Linked DNA regions of Mus musculus: region 1 is linked to region 2. A link is a contact called in public HiChIP or PLAC-seq data. All regions are on one chromosome and are shown on one strand. Each heading gives the region's core, a stretch centred on a gene start, on an enhancer-like site or on the middle of the called end of the contact. The rest is flanking DNA. Distances are from core to core; before and after follow the strand shown.

The links. HiChIP or PLAC-seq counts read pairs in DNA pulled down with a chosen protein or histone mark.
Region 1: an H3K4me3 HiChIP or PLAC-seq map of craniofacial prominence shows a contact between it and region 2, with 6 times the contacts expected there. The contact joins the enhancer-like site here to the promoter of Prss23 in region 2. A contact is called at or near these places in 16 of 39 promoter capture datasets (the 3T3-L1 cell line, the C10 cell line, the HPC-7 cell line and 10 more), 10 of 15 datasets of contacts at CTCF or cohesin (the G1E-ER4 cell line, the NIH/3T3 cell line, embryonic stem cells and 4 more), 169 of 484 Hi-C or Micro-C datasets (the 3T3-L1 cell line, the 63-12 cell line, the AML12 cell line and 89 more), 37 of 115 datasets of contacts at active chromatin or transcription factors (the 230-238 cell line, the NIH/3T3 cell line, Th17 cells and 25 more) and 5 of 9 other capture datasets (adipose tissue, embryonic stem cells, liver and 2 more).

What each region holds. Positions count from the first base shown.
Region 1 is chr7:89,855,149-89,858,387 of GRCm38.p6, forward strand. No RefSeq gene overlaps it. Among named protein-coding and RNA genes, the nearest start is that of Ccdc81, 47 kb to the right of the region's middle. Within about 2 kb of position 1,638, at least 46 of the 459 cell types and tissues checked have an H3K27ac peak or open chromatin away from gene starts, as enhancers often do. A contact at or near this core is called in the STO cell line, cerebral cortex, craniofacial prominence and 5 more, where this site is marked.
Region 2 is chr7:89,516,152-89,519,082 of GRCm38.p6, forward strand. It overlaps Prss23 (protease, serine 23), which reads right to left and starts at 1,435. Exons shown (of 2, transcript NM_029614.4): 1 at 1,296-1,435.

The sequences.
Region 1 (3,239 bases), core at 388-2,887, 340 kb after region 2:
GCAAAATGAAACTTCTGGGAATGCATTTGGTCACTGTGAAACTTAAAATCCCACAGAAGCAACTGTGGAACAAACTTCAAGAAGGTGAACACCAAAGAGCAGGTAAGTAACTATATACTTGCAATGTTTGAAATGACTTAAGGAATAAACCACATGAGGTTTGGAATGCTGTTTATATTTCGGGGGGGGGGGGGATTTTAATTCTGTATAACTAAAACCAGACAAGTACTGTGTCATGTCTTGGCAGCCAATCTCACTAAATTTCTTACATATCTTGCATGCATAGTAATAACCATGACAGAGGTTGCACTGCTGTCAAGCTTGTAGCTTTAATATTCCCATGGAAACACTATCAGTTTCATTCATTAAGCCTATATTATTGACTAAAATGTGCAATGAACTTGGTCATATCTCAAGCTCCACTCCCAAGGAAACAGCATCAAGCAGCCATCTTGTATTGAACGCTATTTTTCCATTGGAGACTCTAAAAAGCAGCAACGTTTTAGAACACTGTTTCTCCAAATACAGAAGTTGCCTGCTGGAGAAATCTCTGACCCACTTTTGTCTTATAAGCCATAGCTCCTCTTCATTTTTTACTGCAGCAAGCACTGGAGTTCTCCCAAGACCTGCAGCACAAGGTACAGCCATACAACAGCCAAGCTCCTCACGAAATTTCATGTTTTCAAGACTTAACCTGTCGTCCACGATCTGCTTGGACGGTGATGAGCCATCATCAAAAGGCCAGCCTAGAACTTGGATACCTTCTTTCTCAACAAGAGCCGTGTCTCAAGTTGCTTCACACACTTATGTGTGTACTATCATGGTAATTCTGTAGTTCTTCTAAGTCCCTCTAACTCTGTTCTGGTTGCACAGGTTGGATTATGTGAGATAAGAAATCTCATATTCCTGTAAGTGAACTCCACAGCAAATGGGTGGTTCGTCGAAGTTGTGTTAATCTAGTTAAAAATAGAACTTCATACGGTTATATTTTTTAAGTTTTTAAAAATACAAAAATGATTTCAAGAAACCAAAGTCAAATACCAGGCACCTGAAATTTCCAGAGCTTTGAAGATGAAATTGGGACTGACAAAGAAAGAGCCTTTCAACAAGCATCAATGTGCGAATAGGGAAGCAAGGCAGAGATGCTTGCCCGGGCCACTCAGAACCCGTGTTCCAATGACCCAACTTGACTCTACTTTAAGAGCGTTTGGCTGGAGAGCACTGATGGCTCCCTACAGTCCACTCAAAACAGTCATGCTGTGCCCAGCAGCTATCTCCAAGGACCTTTTAGAAACTCCATAAATGGCTGACCGTCAGCCCCACGGAAAAGAATCAACCGACTCATGAACAGCTGCGTCCTAAGCGCACAGCCAGCTGGATCCTGGTGACACAGGCAGCAACAGCAGTGTAGGCCCAGGAGCTGCAGACGGACTGCCCCAGGGAAACAGCATCTCCCCTGGCTTTGAAGGTGGAAGAGCCACAGAGGGAGCCAATCCACACCCTGCCAGTCACAAGCCTCTCCCCCCCCCCCCCCCACCCCCGGAGTCCAAGCAACTTGAGCACCCCCTCATCAATCACGGATCCAGAGCCAATAAGCAGAGGGTTTGTGAGGCCCTCCCTCTGAGGATGAGGGGGGAAAGCCAGGGAGGCTGGAAGTCAGGGACAAAGCCTGCTTGAGACTGGAGAGAAACACGGGCTGTGTTGGGATAGGAAGCAGAAGGATAGCAGAAGGTTCTGAGCATTTGTGCCTGCTTCAAGTTTTAACTCTAGGAAACAACATTATTTGGATTCTTTTTCCAACCCAACACACATACACCTCAGAGTCTTATGTAGCTCCATACTGGCCTTAAACTCACAATGTACCAAGGATAGCTTCGAAGCCCTCATCCTAATGTCTCCACTTTACAAGGGCTGAGATTACAAGTGTGCGTGTTTATCCATTTTACGCAGTACTGAGAATGGAAAGCAGGGCTTCCAGCAAGCACCTTATGAACCCGAGCCAGTCCTCGGCCCCTGACATTCATTCTCCCACATTATGTGCGTGCATCAGCGTACGACAAATGTGTGGAGACCAGTTACAAAGGGAACAAAAATAATGTAAGGGATGGAGAGTAAGAACAAGTGCTGTGGAATGCTGACGTCAGGAAATGGTGGGACCACTGCCCTCAGGAACTCACAGTAGTGCAGTGATGGTTACCTGCACAAGCCCTGCACACGGCCGGACCAGTCAGCATTCCCTCACGGCTGGGAGAGAGCTCACTAAGTCCCACCACTAACTGAGGAACAATTGACGGCTTCTGGAGGAGGGAAAGTCATTTTTCCTTAGGGGCGTGGGCTCTGGTAGGTTTGCTATGTCTGACCTAGTGGATAACTAGACTCAGGCGGTTATTTTAAAGGGGGCAGGGGGCATGAAGGTAAAGTTCTAGAGAGGAGGTGAGAAGAGATATTAGGATTGCATATGATTAAGGTACATTATGTGCATGTATGAGGGGGATATAAAATTTTAAATGATCCTAGGCTAGAGAGATGCTCAGCGGTTAAGAGCACATGCCGGTTCTGCAGAGGGCCAGAGCTCAGCGCCAGTGTCAGGCAGTTCAAAGCCTCCTGTAACGCCAGCCCCAGAAGGTTCCCGCTTTTAGCATCCAAAACCACCTGAACTCACACGCACCCATCCCCACACAGGCACACACAAATCAAATAAAGCAAGACTGCTCTGAAAAAAGATATCTTACCTGTATTAGTCAGGGTTCTCTAGAGTCACAGAACGTATGGATAGTCTCTAGATAATAAAGGAATTTATTGATGACTTACAGTCGGCAGCTCAATTCCCAACAATTGTTCAGTCGCAGCTGTGAATGGAAGTCCAAGGATCTAGCAGTTACTCAGTCTCACGCAGCAAGCAGGCAAAGGAGCAAGAGCAAGAGCTAGACTCCCTTCTTCCAATGTCCTTATATTGTCTCCAGCAAAAGGTGTAGCCCAGATTAAAGGTGTGTTCCACCACACCTTTAATCCCAGATGAAAGGCATAGCCCAGATTAAAGGTGTGTTCCTTAACTCGGAGATTCAATCTTCTGGAATCCATAGCCACTATGGCTCAAGATCTTCAAACCAAGATCCAGATAAGGATCTCCAAGCCTCCAGATAAGGGTCACTGGTGAGCCTTCCAATTCCGGATTGTAGTTCATTCCAAATATTGTCAAGTTGACAACCAGGAATAGCCACTACAATCCACCCCTTGTC
Region 2 (2,931 bases), core at 185-2,684:
GAAAAAAAATGAATGTAGTGCCTTCAAAAGAATCCTCGGTCTCTTTATCCCGTCCCCAATCCAGTTCTAAGAGACTCTTTAAAAATGTTCACTGAATAACACAGGCTAGCCTCAAGTTCACTGGCCTTCCCCAGCCTTCGAAGTGTTAGGATTCACAGGCATGCACTACTGTACCTCACTCCTAGGAGACTCCTAGAAAGACAGGTAATAGTTCTTTTAAACACTTTCCCCCCCCGAAACAATGTCTAACAATATCCTGATACTAATTTGCAATAGGGATTTTGGAAAAACCTAACTTCAACTATAAATCAAACTCTTCTCACAGAGCCTGATAAGGCTATTTTGTATTGACCTATCTGTCCTTAAGGCATTCGCTAGGACCTCTCAAGTTCACTTACAAGACCTGGGAGTAGCAATTTCTATACTAACCGAGATCCTGAATCATCTGGAACTTTCCACAGGCTACGGGCTGTTTCTAAATTCTCGTGGATGTCACCCAATGGACAATAAAACAAACAGGATTTTAATCAGAGGCTTTTCTCAAGGGATGCTCTGAGGGAGGTGGGAGGGAGAATCGGCTCCATTTCAGGAGGGGGTGGTATTGCTCCATCTAAACACATCTTCCTCTCTTAAAAGTTCTAGGGGAGGGCAAATCTTTTCTTTCAGTTAGCAATTTGTGATAAATGGCTACATGCTGAAGAAATATTTGCTTCCAACAACTGTTGATAGCCCAGGCATAATTTTCTAGATTTAGCACTCAGAGCAAAGTCGGCACCCAGCACAGAGCCTGATCCCAACTTGTGTTTGCTGACTTTTTCTTGCTTGTTAAGGTGTGTTCATAGTCACGTGCCAGGTTAAAAATTAATGCTCAGAGCACGATGAAGTCAGATACAGTAGGCGCAAAACTCAAAGAAAGAAAATGGTAGAGGTTACAGTGTGTGTTCGTGGGGGAGAGCCTACCTTGACCTCTCCAGGGACACCTTGCCATACACAGCTCCACTTGACCCCTAGACAACACCTTGCATCCAAGACAGCGCTTTCAAAACCTTCTTTTCCCCATCCACTTTAAGAGAGACACTGAGTGAATCCAAACGCTGTACAGAGCCGGTGTCCGGGGAGGGAGGCTCTTTCAGGCTCTTGTCCTAAGCCCAGAGTCTGTGCGGAAGCCACGGCAAACTCCCCGGTGTTACCCGCAGCCACCCCACCCCGCGCGCACCCGACTCTTTGTCCGGCTCCGGCACACGCCTGGTCCTTCGGACCCAGCGGGAGACGCCGGGTCCCCGCATCGCACTCACCCGCGTGGAGCAGCCCGCCGGGGCCGCGGCCGTGCGCCGCTCAGACAGGTGTGGGCGCCCGGAGGACGCGCGCGGCTCCCATGCCTGCTCCGCAGAGTGGCCGAGTGCGAGCCTGAGGTCCAGCAGAGCCTGCAGCACCCGGTCCGCCCCCCATCCCCTCCCCTTCGCCTCCCGGGCCCTCCCGCCCCGCCCCCAGCCGCGAGCCGCGCAGCCCGCCGGCCGTCGCCTCCCCTTCCCCTAGCCGCCTGCCTCCAGCCAGCGTCACCCTGCTATTCAGAGGTCCAGAACCCTCGGGCCCCGCGCAGGTGGGTCTCCGCAGCGCGTCACCACCAGCGGGTCCCCGTACTCGATGCCCCTGCACCGTGTCCGATGAACGGCTCCTACCAGTGACTCTTGCACTCTCCCGCTCTAGACAACTTCACACCAAGTTCTAGGGGTCTACATTGCCCAGAGTCTGCTAAAGCAATGCTCCAGAGTGGGCGGTCCCTTCCAACCTTCCAGTCCTCCAGCACCCCGGGTGCGTGGAGCGCCGCTAGGCAAGTTTGCAAAGCAGAATTCAAACTTGTAAGCTCCTCACCCGTGCGCATTCTGTGCGCCTTGAATAGTGACGACCGAGCTCCTTTCCACCTTAGTTCCTCCTCTAGCGCTTCTAGAGTGTACCTCAGTTTGTAATCCAGAGGCAGGCTACCGAGGTTGCAGGCCCTGCAGTTCAGCTGCTAGCATACTGGGTCCCAGAGCACAGCAAGGGATCGCGGACTTGGCAGCTTCCCAGGGGTTGACTGGTGACGCCCCCGGCCTGGTCTTTACTGGGGCACCAGGGCACCAGCTGGTGGAGCCACCTCCTAGCTTATGGTGCCTGTTTCCCTAAATCACTGGAGAAGTCCACACCTGGGGGACTGAGTCAGCCTGGTGACCTCACTATTTAAATATCTAATGCTATATAGTCTTAGTAGTCTCTTAAGACTATCCACACATCCATTTCTGTGAACCAACCCTTCATGCAGGTCATGGAGATGAAAAGGGTGGAGCTGTGGATTTCCCCTCAGGACTGGAGGACTGGAGAGGCCTAATCTTGCTAGCAGTCAGACAGCTCCTGAACAGTAGGACAAAATTTTGCAGAGGTCGTTTTCTTCTCTCCTCCTCCTCCTCCTCCTCCTCCTCCTCCTCCTCCTCCTCCTCCTCTCCCTCCTCCTCCTCTCCCTCCTCCTCCTCCTCCTCCTCTCCCTCCTTCTCCTCCTTCTCCTCCTCCTCCTGCTCCTCCTCCTCCTCCTCTTCCTCCTCCTCCTCCTCCTCCTCCTCCTCCTCTTCCTCCTCCTTCTTTTTTCTCCTGTCAATCCCAGAGTAGCCTTCCTTTTTTCCTGTCAAAGCTTGCCCTCAGAAAGGGAGGGCCTGACATCCTATTCCACACCAGGATGTTAGTGACATGTCCAGTGAGCTAGTGTTTGCCTTGCCTTTAAATAGGAAAGCCCTGAACACATTGTTGAGTAGTGTTTCTCAAACATAAAGGAAACTAGTATTGTCCACCACGTTAAAGGCAAAACCTTCTTAGACCTCCCCTGTCTTAGCTTACATTTTCTTTTTAAACAATCCATTAATGTGAGTGTATACATAAAGCTAGGTGAAAACTTAAACGTTT